2 separate regions of the Athene noctua genome follow, and region 2 is linked to region 1. A link is a contact called in public Hi-C data. All regions are on one chromosome and are shown on one strand. Each heading gives the region's core, a stretch centred on a gene start, on an enhancer-like site or on the middle of the called end of the contact. The rest is flanking DNA. Distances are from core to core; before and after follow the strand shown. Region 1 holds the start of LOC141959612 (toll-like receptor 1). Region 2 holds the start of WDR19 (WD repeat domain 19).

Region 1 (6,395 bases), core at 1,619-4,118:
ATTTTCTTTTTGGTACATTACGAATCAGTTTTCTGTTATTTACTCATCTTCCAATGTAACTTTCTTTTTCTAAGTATTTTCCACTGCTGTGCAGTCATCAGGCTAAAGATCCAGATAGGAAAATAAATGGCCATTGAGCGCGCTCTGCAGCTGATTAAGGAGCAGCACTGGCAGAGTCCAAAAGGATTACGGTACAGTGATTACTACCACTTACTTGTTGGCAACAACAGTATGCATGGCACTCTGCTCAGAAGGCAACCCTTGACAGAGTTGTCATTACAAGCTCTTGACTATATGCTGAGTTGCGTGGCATAAAATAAACTCACAGAGTTCTCTCCATAGATGTCGTCTTTTCATTGACTCCCATATTAATTAAATATGGTTTAAAGCTTTGTACCTGTTAAGAAGGACTGAGGTTCTAAGAGACTGAAGAACAGAGAAAGAAAAGGCAAAAAGGAAAATGGAACAGTGATTTAGGAGAGAACTGCCTGAGAAGCATGTATTTAAATTAGTGTATTTTATTAAAGTCTTATTTTATTAAAGACTCATGTACATCTGTGGCTTTAGTAGCTTGTTTATCTACCTTGAATGTAGATCAGCTGTTTGAACAATTCCAAGAATAGCATTTGGAATCAGTGAACAAGAAACATAAATAAATAAGCACTTGGTACCACTTATATTACACTTTAGCTTACACTATAACAATTATCTTTAGAAAACATGCATTTACAAGTCAGAATCTTTGCATTTGACACAAGTATTTAGAGTTTTCCATTAGAAATACAGCAAATATTAGAAATGCTTTAGTGTAAGTAAATATCCACATTAACAATATTCACTGTGATGGGCAGCATCACCTAAAGAAAATTTTTTGTATTTGTAAACCAAACTCCACTGCCACATATGAGGATCCTCTAGAAAACCTGCAAAATCTGTACACACATGCATCGCAATTTTGCACGGGGATTAGATCTGCATGAGAAAATGCCCAACACCAGTACAATTGTTAAAGGATCACACATAACACGTGCACATGAATTTTTGCGGGGCTGGGTCATCTTTGGGAGCCGCTCGGGCCAAGGTCCCTGCAGCTGTCAGCTCAACCTTCCTCACAGGGGCAAAGCACATAACCGCGAATCACCCCAGGCCGGAGGCCACGGGCCGGGCCTGACGCGGGGCTGAGGCGTCCTTCGAGCCGTCAGGCGTGAGACTGGCCGGATCGCATCAGCCCCGACACCTCCGCCCGAAGGGGGTTCCTCTCCACAGAGCGCTCAGGAGGGAGATGCGGAGGCCGGCTCCGGGCCGGGCGGCAGGCGGGCACCCCGCCCGCGGGCACCAGCCGCCCTCACCCGGGCGGCGGGACCGGCCGCCCTTCAAGGGGCCGGGCTCGGTGGCACCTGCCGACCCGCCGCCTCAGGAGGGGGGTCCGTCCCGCCTCAGAAGCAAAGCCCCGCCGCCAACGGGCGCCTGCAGGCGCGGACCAACGCCTCCGCGAGGAGGAACTGTTCTTGGGCGGCGGCACCGCGCTCCCCTCTCGCTCGACGCCTGCTGTCACTTCTCTCCCCGCGGGACGCTGCGGGCACGGCGAGCGGAGGCGATGCCCGCTCGGGCGCCCCGCGCTGCCCCCGCCAGCTCGCCCCTGCGCCGCTGCCGCCGGCCCCCGCGCCCAGGGCAGAGCCGCAGCGCCGCTCCCTCAAACCCGCAGCGGCCACAGCTTCCCCCCCACACCCCCCCCTTTTTTGTTTGTTTGTTCTTTTCCGTTTCGAAATCCCCTCTGGGGTAGAGTTATTAGTGCGGAGCCTGCAGCCAGTTTCAAAAGTGCAGAAAAAGAAGAAATCGCTGTGCCCCTTACCGCTCAGCAGTCCCCTTACCGACGCGCCCCCGGCTCCTTCCCCTTCCCCGCCCCGCCACGTCGGCAGCAGCGGGGGGAGGAGGCAGAGCGGGCCGGGCAGCCGCGGGCCGGCCGGGCCGCAGGGCGGCGGGAGGGCTGGCTCCGCTCCCCTCGCTCTCCCTCCGTCTCCCTGAGGCGGCCGCCTGTTGCGAAGGGGCTGCCCCACGCTGCTGCCGAGCCGCCCCCGGGCTCCAGGCTGCGGGCCGGGGCGGCGGCGCTGACCCGCCGCGGAGAGCCGCCCCGGCCGCCATTATCGCCCCCCGCGGCCCCCAGCTGTCCGCGGACCCCGCTCGGCGGAGCGAGCGGCTGGCGGACACCGGGGTCTGGCGGCGGGAGCGGCGGGCCCCGCCGGCCAAGGCAGAGCGGGGCGGGTGGAGCAGGGCCCGCCCCAGGGGCGGCCGGCCCCCGCCGCGTCCTGCCTGAGGAGGCAGAAGGGGTAAATCCGGCAACGCTGATGCGATAACGTTCTTACTGAGGCATTTTAAGTATAAATGTCTAGTCGCTGAGCCTAGGCACTGAGCTGGCGTCAAATTTCATTTTTTTCGTGTAGAAAGTTTAATCCTTCCTCAGCGAGCTGCGGCTAACCACCTACTGAAGCGTGGGGCTGCGGAATTAACTAAGTAGCTTTTCAGATGCCATTTTGCACCTTCGCTCTATCTGTGTTTACAGGAAATGCCGCTTAAAGAAACTAGGAGGTGTGTACACGCATTTCTTGTAAGTTAGTGTCAGCACTGGGCTCCCGCAACCACACGAGAAATACTTGGTTTAACAAGTGGATTGCAGGCTCTTGCCCAACAACCTGTGGTTTTTGTCTAATTCCTCATATCCTTTCCTCTTTTTGCTGCTTCATTTTAAGGCGAAGCATGGCCTTTAACTGTGATAAAAGGCACTTGCCCAGTTCATCGTAGAATCCTATCGCTAGCCTTCCTTTGCCGAAGAAAGAAATACTGTTGCCACAGGAAGCAAAATAAATCAGGTTGTGAATTACTGAGGAGAGCTGCTATGGGAAGTCACAAAATAAAGCCCTGGTTCTCGGAAGTGTGCTTCACAAATACAGATCATGTTATGTGACTTACACGCTTATCAGGCAAAGGTCTCCCATTAAGGTAGGTGGTAGCAGAACAAATGTTTGTATCATTAAAAAGTTTATTTTGAAGGCATTTAAATGAGAATTTACATATCAGGGCATGCTGGTAGTTCTAGCATCTTTTAGATTAATTTATTAATGTTTAGATGTATTCATTGAAAATGAAATCTAGAGTGGCCCTAAGGATTTCTCTCTGCTTTTCAGTGGAGCTTGTGGAAGAGTAAGGGTGGTGTCTTAGGAGGAATCACGATAGATGAATATCAATAGCTGGAGATTGGGTTACCCCATGATGGGTGGTAATTTTGACTGTAGAGTGGATCTTACACTGTCAGTTTTGCAGATTCTGTACAAGGCCATGTGGGTTTTAGAACTGCAAGACAGTATTAATAACAACTGTTATTACTTCAGAATAAAATTAACATAAGTGCGTAAATGTCTATTGGGATAGAATGATGTATTCGTTTCCCAGGTTTCTAAATTACTTTCTTGAATTTAACATTTGCATTTTCTATTTTTTTTTCACTTTTCAGTAATTAATTTCACTTGTATTTTCTCACTAGTAATATTGCAAATGGGTTTGGAATGAATGAGCAACAGAGATTGAACACTTCTTCTCATCTCAGATTTCACTGGCTTGTGATTACTCTGAGTGTTGTCATCTTCTAATGGGTTTCAGAAAATATACTTGCCTTTCAATAAATAGATAAAGAAAAGATGGAAGGAAACAACTACATTTGGCTACTTTTAACAAAACACAGAAGTATGCATAACATTTAAGGAATATACTCATCCTCTTCCAGTGATTGCACTGGTAAACCTGAGTGGTAAATATGAGGGCTAATGGCATGCAATTAATGGTAATGGTAAATTTGCTGTTTAACATATGCTTTTTCTTTCTTTATAGTATGTGGGAAGAACTGGAGACCTCAGACTATGCCAGTGACCTGCTCATACTGTTGCTTAATTAACTCGTGAATAAGCGTCTCTGATTTACGGCAGTTATTAGATGTTAACCAAACATACGTCTGGTTCTGTATTCATCAGAGTAATAGGTGGGTTATATTCAAGCAGTGAAACTGTTATATTCCAAAACAGGAGTGAATGTTTGGTGGAAGCAATACTTACCATAGTATTTTACCTCATGCTATGGATGGATAGCAAAAACTTTCCAGTGAAGGGCAGTGGTGAGGTTTGTATGTAACAACATTATAAGGTGTCATTTGGAAACCAGCTGTGAATACTCTTGTCTGTATTGCCAGAAATGGAGAAAGAATCATAGAATCATAGAGAATCGTAGCACCACAAGGCTCATTGACATAACAGCAGACAATATAAATTGTCCATGTTCTGTCACTTACTACTACTACCTGTCCTATCTTTCCCTTCCTTTTTTGGATGACCTCTGTTCACTTGAAGCTGAGAAAGGAAATATTATGTACTGAATAAATTAAAAGTAAAAAAGTAATTTTTAGGATAATTTCCTCTGCTTCCTGAATCATTGAAATGTTAAATCATGAATATGTTATGGTATGCTAACCCAGAAAGGTAGGTTGTAATGTGGCAGTTCTGCATTTAGATCTCAAGCTAAGATGGAATTTCTGACTGACGCTGTACAGAAATATAGAGGGACTGGTTTATGTCTTTGCCAGGACAATAACCCAAGTGTTTGGGCATTCAGTACCAAAGTGGAAGTCACTGCTCTGTTTCAATTTAAAAAAAAAAAAAAAAAAGAGAACAAAAAGAAAGACCCCACCCACTATTTCCATGTTCACTGTTTAACCCAGTCACAACACTGCTGGAACAGGAGAGAGAGATTATTTTTCTATTCCCATTAAATAGAAATTAAAATAAGACGAAGAGGACTTTTATAAACCAGCCTTGATCCCAACTTGACAACTAAATTGGTATAGCTAAATGGAAAAAAAAATATCAGAATAATGTGTACAGACTTAGATCATTATTAAGCTCAGAGAGGATAATGTTTGGATTTCAGTGTAAAACTTGCTCAGAAGAAGAACTTATTTTCACATTAATTTGATGAAGCAGAAAGTTGGTAAAAAGATTCATTCTTTTCCCCTGCTTAATCCATTGCAAAGCATTAAAACACAAAGTTCAATAATCATTAACTAGTGGGGAAATTACAGTAATGTTGTATGTGGAAAATACATCTGAGAGGAAAGCAATGTCATTTCATAAACTGTCAGTAGATGGCACAAACATTTATATAAAAACTTTGGGCGTTCCTAAGTATTCTCACACAGTAGGATAGAGTTACAGGAAGTTTTCTTTTTGTCTTTTCCTGAGTACATTTTCTGCTTTTTCGGAGAGCAGGGATTGCTGGTGAGAAACTTTATGTTTTATTGATTTCGCGTGGTTGCTACTTAGTGAAAACTTCTATATACTGTGTCTTACTTGAAAACGAGCCACGTTTTCCGCAGAGGGTTTTTAGCAAGTGTATGGTGTACTTTCAAGTGTATGGGTAAGAAATGAGAGTAAAGTTGCTTATGTTCAGGAAATTTATCCAAAGAGGGTGACCAAATAGCAGTCTCTTTGTATTAGCACTACTCCCATAGTGAAGGGAGTCACAGTGATTTAATGGAGGTAGTTTCTCTACAGTTCAGGAATGTGTCTAATTTGATGATATGTTTCATCCATGTGAAAGATGTATTTTTAACATTTTTTGTGTTGTGCCGATAACTTGCGAAGCACATGCCTTAATACTGAACCATCATAGCTCAGTGCATTCTGTACATTTCTTACATGAATGTTGAGTCAGTTTATACCAAATTTATATTGGAAAAACTCTTAAAACCTAAATTTTGTTCTCTTCTCTTGCTCTTTAAACAGTGGGACAATTTCTCACTATGATCTTGGTTTGCTCACTCTACTGCGTTGCTTCTCTGCTTGTATCTTGATAATGATCTTTTTGTCAAGTTTGAAGACCTGAGGATACTTCTGAATTAAAAGGGATATGACTATACAGGATAATTTCTCCAGTGTTAGCCCCAAATCACGGGTCATGTGTTATAACTGTTGTTAATTTTGTTGCTTCATAAGATATTCTAAAGAAAGTTTGAAGATACTCATAAATAATTTGACTGAATGCCAGGATATAGGAATGAGAAAGAAGATGAAGCACATGGGGAAGAATCATATCCTTCTTGCACCTAGTCCCTGGATCCAGGGATATTGCTGAAATTTTGTCCTAAGAAGACATAATGATTTGAAGATAGATTTTTTTTTTTTCAGTTTTCTCTTGAAGAAACATATTTTGTTTGATTATATACACATTAGTAGTGCTGCCCAAACAATCGGAAGAACAGGATAGAGGATGCTGATTATCTTTTGTTCTCTACACATACCCAAATGCCTTTTGAGGGCTATGATGGTAAAACCGCATATAATTTTTTCAAGTGA
Region 2 (6,395 bases), core at 1,180-3,679, 140 kb before region 1:
CCCAGTGTTTGCACTTAGGAAGGTTTCCTCTGGGCCCTATCTAGCCTGTTCCTGTGGACTGATTGCCTTTTAGCAGCTAGGTTGCACCTTCCAAAGTACACTACTTTTAAAATTTCATCTGAAAGGAATCCAGTTTGTATACTCCAACACCACTCTGTGATGTGAACCAAAGTGTTATAAGCAGGAAAAACAATGAGATTCACTTCAGAAGTACACTCTCAATCTAAAGTAAAAATGCCAGTGACCTAAGCAAAAGCACTAAACCAAAAGGATACCTTTCTTCAGTAAGGTTATGATAACAAATTACTAGAAAGCTGGCAGCAGCAAGAGTGCAGTCGCAATAGCATGATGCAGATATACTGTATACAACCTCATTATGTTCTTTCTTAATATGACAGATCTTTTCCTAACATTTTAATGAAGTAGACTGAGTTTATTGCTAATAAGGAGCGCCTTGGGTAGGAGAACATATTTTTATTGCTATCCTTTATACCTTACTATGAGTTCAGCTTTTACTGTCTCAGATTCCATACATGCTCATGTTTGTCTTTTCCAGGAAGAGACAGTTATCTCTTCCTACAGAGTTCTCACAATGTATGAGCACCTCACCAGAAGAGAAGCATTTTTAAAAGAAAACAACAAAGAAAATAATTTAAACCCATCTTAGTATGTACCTTGGTAAGCTGATTTCATTTCTCTTCTGACCATGACGATCAAAAATTTTCACAGCACGATCACCTCTAAAAAAGATTAACAAATAGAATAATTCCCTTTCTTCTTCAGTGAATTTTATGGACAAATGAAACAAATACTTGTAATCTTACCCTGTTACTGCAAGAAAATTTCCCAAAGTTTTCTGCCAAGCAAATTGCACAGGGGAACCAGACCACGCTTTTTCTAACAGACTGAATACTTGCTGGGAGACAAAAAAAAGTAGGAAATTAGGTATCTTAAAGTCATTAGCATATAACAAAAACCAACTTCCTAACATGTTAGCAACTGTCAGTACTGTGGAGAAAAAAACCCCAACAAACCCTTAAATACAACTTCCGGGTGATTCTAATGGGTCAAAGTACCAAAATTACACATATTTTTGTTTGTGCTGGAAAAACTGAAGTTTCTGGTGCTGGGTGTCTGCATTGAGAACTACTGTGACTCTATCACAACTTCTTTTTTTTTTTTTTTCCCTCTTAGAGTTACTGGAATAAAAAAAAAATGCATGCAACTCTCCCCTTTATGTCCAAAGACTAGAATGTTTAGTTCTCTTGTCATGGAAGTCTGGGACCAGAAAGCATCCTTAATGCATAAAACACAGAGGGCTCAACATCTATGCTTTTAGAGATATGTAACTATTTTGTCCTCTGTGAATTCCTGGGTTTTAAATACCTCAAAGCTACTCAACCGTAAAGATTCCAACCACTGACTAAGAAAGTTTCTCAGAAATTCCTTTTCCTTGCACACTACCTGCACATATTTTTCTGTAACTTGGGGTAAAATAAAGTCCTCAACTTTGTTTCACAGCTATCACTTTTTCCCTGCCACCCCATCACATAAACACCAACATCTGGTGTCCACCAATGCCTGCCAGTCTTACTCAAGTCTTTGCCAAAGGTCCACAATCCTTGTTTTGGGTGAATGTAAACTGAGGCATCTTGAAACTGGATTTGCATTTTACCCACAAAAAGTGTAAAATTATGAGCACCACGTGCCACAAGCACAAAGAACATCTTGACAATTATGTCTTGTTTTGAAAAAGCTTAATAAAATCTGTAATAAATCAACAATGAAGGAAATAATTATGGGAGTGCAGGCCAGCTCCAGCTCTTCATGTTTTCCCTGTTCTTACTTACAGACTAAACCCCCCTACGGGTCTGAGAAGGTAACTTTCCTTTTGGCTCAATCTAAGCGTTGCCCGAGGAGGGTTTCTCGCACCCCTCTCCGCTGCCAGGGCCAGCGTTAAGGCACGGCGACACGGCGGCGGCAGACGCGACATCTGGCGGTAGCGGCTTCGGGAGATGCGACGGCTCAGGCAACTGGCGCGGAAAAAAACAGCCTGGCCGAGGTCGGGGCCTCTCGCAGCGCGCTCCCGGAGGCAGGGGCAGGGCGGGCGGCGGGAACGGCCCCGGCTCCCCGGAGGCAGCCCCGACCGCGGCCTCAACTTCCCGCTCGCTGGAGGAAAGCACCAACGGGCGTTTCCTGCCGCGCCTCCCTCCCTTCCCTAGGCCGCAGGAGGCACCGCCCGCCGCGGCGGGCCGCGCTCGACGCCTCCGACCCAGCCCCAGCCCATGCAGTGCGGAGCGGGAACCGCGGCCCCGCCCGCCCCCCGCCTTCGCGCCCGGGGCCGAGGCTCCCCCAGCGCCCCCCCCCCGCCCGCGCGTACGGCGGCCGAAGGGACCCACCTTCATCGCGCCCACCGCTCGCCGCGCACCGCCCCCTGCGCATGCGCCGGCCAGACCCCGCCCACCCACCGCGTCGCCGTCACCCCGGAGACGGAGAAGGCGGGAGAAGGCCCTCCGTGCTGGGGGCGGGGCCCTGCCCCGCAGCCAATGGGGAGGCGCCCGAAGGCGCCGGGCCTCAACAGGCCCCGCCCCCGGCGGCGCAGGGCGGGCTGGGAACCACCGGGGCACGGCCGGGGCCGCGAGGGGCGGGTAGCGGAAGGAGGGGGCCGGGTGGCCGAGGGCTGCGCGGCCTACAGGGAGACAAAATAGACGGTAAACTACAGAAGAAACGTGCTAACGCAACGACACTGCATTTCAGTTTACCTGTATTCAACTGCAGTCAGTGCAGGATTTACCACAAAGGCTCACTGCTTAGTAATTTCTTTTAAAACAATAAATAGTTCACCGAGAGCATTAACACAAATGTACAAATTACAAATGTACAAAGACTTTGGGTATCAGATGCTTCAAACTTCTTAAAAACATTCAATGAGCTCCCATGTTCCCCTCTTCCATTGCAAGCACACACATATTACCTACTGTTTTGAAAACATAAGGAACAAGGCACAGAAAAGCAAATATGGAGAGACTTTCCAAGAACATTCAGGCTGTTCAAAGCAATTCTGTGTAACAGCATAGGGCTCAAAAAACGCGAATTACAAAGTATCCGAAAAAATTCGATAACTCTTAAATAAGGTAACTAATTTGATACAATTCTGTGAGGCACACACAACTCTTCTGTAAGATGCTGAACATGCTTAAATGGTGGCAGTTAAGCATCTTGCATGATTGGGCCCTTTACACTTTGAAGTAACATTACTGGAATGTCAGACAGTTGTTTAATTTCATTTTAGAAAATTAGACTTTTCAAATTAGTGCAAAGCCACAAGTAAAACTGGTATTAGTCTAGATGTAATGGAATGCTTCAAAAATTGCAAAGTGCAAATATTAAATTGGTTAACTTTTAATCACCCTTTAGAATTCTCCCAACAAATCATGGTTATAGATTTTTTCATTTAAAACAGCAAAGTAAATATAAAAACCAAAGTGGAGAAAAAGGTATGATGTTCTGCATCTCACAAAAACTTTGAAAATCCCAAAAGTACACTGGATGTCAAAAATCTCTGGCAGAAATTATTAAATAGCAGATTTTTGTTAGCATAATAAGACAATATTTAAAATAAGGCTTTGGTTAAATAAAAAGTTTGTTAAACTAGGAATGATGATAAAAGTGCAAAAGATTCACCAAATACATAACTTCATTTCCAAGGCAGGCATTATACCTGCCATTTACAATGGTTTGCATTGGTTTGTCAGTCTGCATTGTAATAGCTCAGATACCTATAGTCAAACATGTTTATTATAGGCAAGTTAAACATATGGGGTCCAATCCTATAACTTGTTTCACCCAGAGATAGACTCAATTATATCAGCAGAAGTATATCCATTCATAGCATCGTTCCTCTGCATATTTGGGGGAATCAAGGCCCCAGATCTGTAACATTTGATTATTATAGTGAGTTCACTAATGAGTTAATTCATTTCTCAGCACTTCCTAAACAGAAGTCCTCTGCTGGCAACTGGCTGGTTGCAGTTGATTTTTTTACAAATAGAATTCTTGTAACATAATGGGTAACAAAGATGATTTTTTAAAAAAGTGCTTAATATTGGTCCGTAGAAACAACATGTACAAGTTAGCTTGAGACCAAACACTTTGCTGTGGTAGATATCTTGCACCTTGTGTTTACTGGTGCACTGGTAGGTTGCTTGAGGAAAAAAGAAATCATCAGAGTCTACAGAGGAGAATGTCACCTTCATTGAGAAAATAATTTACAGTTTTACAGTCACAACACATGCTCCAGCTCTTCCTAAGCACAATGGTGCAACCTGCAAGCAAAAAACAAACAAACAAAAATAATCTGTGAGATAAATGGAGTTAGCTTTGAGTATTTTTTTGCCCAAAAATTGACAGTTAATGCTTGGAATAACAGTTGTACAGCTGCAGCAGAGTGACAATATCACCCACACTGTTAATGTGACTTAAAAAAATAGCAATTGATCCAAAACTTGGATACAAACCCACAGAAAAGGTGAAGATACTTTATATGATAGAGTGAACCACTTTAAAAGCAACAGCAAACTCCAAGATTATGAAACAATTCTCATTGATAATTTCAATTACTTGGTATTACAGGAAAAAGAATCCTTTGTTATGGTACAAACTGAACACCTGAACTAGGTAGTCTGACACCTGAGTAACGGTCAGCAAAACAATGCATTTTCCTCTAACAGAAAATGCCAAACATCACAGGGGACACCTCTCCTTTTTACTTTAATATTTGATAAAGTCCTGTTAAGAGTTCATTAAATTAGAATAATTTACCAGTTGCTATTTTTTTTTGTAAAAATAAATTAATTCTGGCAAGAGCCTTTTCTGCTGAGATCCTGTTGGACTTGAAAAGAGGAAGGTAGTTTCTAACACCCTAGCCTCTCCTTTTAAACTTCATAGTGTTGGAGTGTGTGTGAACAGTACACTAAGTGCTACAGAGATTATTCTGAAGGCAAAAAAGGATGGTTATACCAACTCCCCTATTTCTTTTTTTCCCCAGGAACAACAGACTTATCCTGTGCTATCTCTGGCTCTGACACACTTCAGATGAGAAAATTTCACTACTCTCTTTTGAGTGGTGTGTGGATGAAGCGGTGGCAGACTGCTGACATACCAAGAGAGAAGGAAGGTACACAGACACTTCCACAACCCTCTAGGAAAGGTTCAAAACTGTCCTGTAGACTGGGATCACAGGATTCAGTGGGATATAGAGGGTCAAGGCCAAGGATACAAAGGTACATACAGACAGTCATCACCCAGACTTCACGTGAGATTAATGTAGATGCAATGGTGAGGAGCATTCTTTCCTCTGGCACACTTTTTTTTTTTTTTCCCCCTTTAGCAGGACAAATAATGCCATGGGTTATCATTACCAGTACAGCCACTGAGGGCCCCAAGCTCTGATAAGCCTCCTAGATGACTTGTGTTTTAAGATCTGGCAGCAGTATGAAGTGGGGGAATACGGACAGCTCAGTTTTCCATGTTAAAGATTCTGATAAAGAGCAGTTCAGTTCTCTTTCTGAATTAGTAATTTGGGGCTATTACTGGGATAGCATATTCAGGAGGTCAGAATTCAGCTGCCTAAATACTTGTGTCTAATGCTATTCTAGATGACCTTGGCCATTCATCCTGGCCTGCAACTGGACTCCAGAAGGGCCTTGGTCTCCCACAGATTCTGTGCTCTATCTCCAGCCCTCTGTGGATGTAGATGGTTTAGGGTATCTCAAATGGCAGTAGATACCAAAGGACAGCCTGCTCAGGATATCCTTGTGTGTGCTCTTCCCACATAGGCAAAAACATTCCTGGAGCTATAAAAAAGTAAAAGTAACCAAGCTTTGAATTGACAGTAATGGTTTCTAGTCATGAATTGAAATTTTTTTTTTTTTTTGAGCTGAGTGAAGAGAAATGGGAAAAGGCTTCCTGAAAGTTGCACACACTGTACATACCATTCACATCAGGAAGAGATTATTTATGAGAAGATGATCAAAACCTTGAAGAAATAGATAAACTTGCTGAGAGACACATTAGAGCTAAAACTAATACACATCTATCATTTATCTTCAGAATAGGAAGTAATGGAAACAGAAACATTTACAGTTTGGGGAACATGTCAGTACAATTTATTAACAGTAGTTGAAATTGTCAAAATAGCTATAGTCTTGCCAAAGAAAGAAGGGCAGTTTATTAGAAGTTCACAACTGTCTGTACAAGATAAATCATCCCAAGATGATAGACAAAGAAAAAGACTTAAAACAGACTAGTAAGAAAGTGCTTCTTAGAGAACTATTTGAATTCTCCTTGTAAAAAGAGGCACACTTGAAATAACAAGGTAAGTAGTAGTGTATGGT

The links. Hi-C and Micro-C count contacts between places; a contact is called where the count stands out from the background.
Region 2: a Hi-C map of heart shows a contact between it and region 1, with 3 times the contacts expected there. The contact joins the promoter of WDR19 here to the promoter of LOC141959612 in region 1. A contact is called at or near these places in 2 of 2 Hi-C or Micro-C datasets (heart and liver).

Annotation. Positions count from the first base shown.
Region 1 is chr4:26,039,588-26,045,982 of bAthNoc1.hap1.1, reverse strand. LOC141959612 (toll-like receptor 1) reads left to right here and starts at 2,868. Exons shown (of 3, transcript XM_074903804.1): 1 at 2,868-2,997; 2 at 3,883-4,030. It overlaps FAM114A1 (family with sequence similarity 114 member A1), which reads right to left and starts at 2,326. Exons shown (of 14, transcript XM_074904654.1): 1 at 1,853-2,326.
Region 2 is chr4:26,177,627-26,184,021 of bAthNoc1.hap1.1, reverse strand. WDR19 (WD repeat domain 19) reads right to left here and starts at 2,429. Exons shown (of 36, transcript XM_074904668.1): 1 at 2,400-2,429; 2 at 825-916; 3 at 675-740. The coding sequence starts at 2,405. It overlaps KLHL5 (kelch like family member 5), which reads right to left. Exons shown (of 12, transcript XM_074904660.1): 12 at 2,754-4,325. The coding sequence ends at 4,269.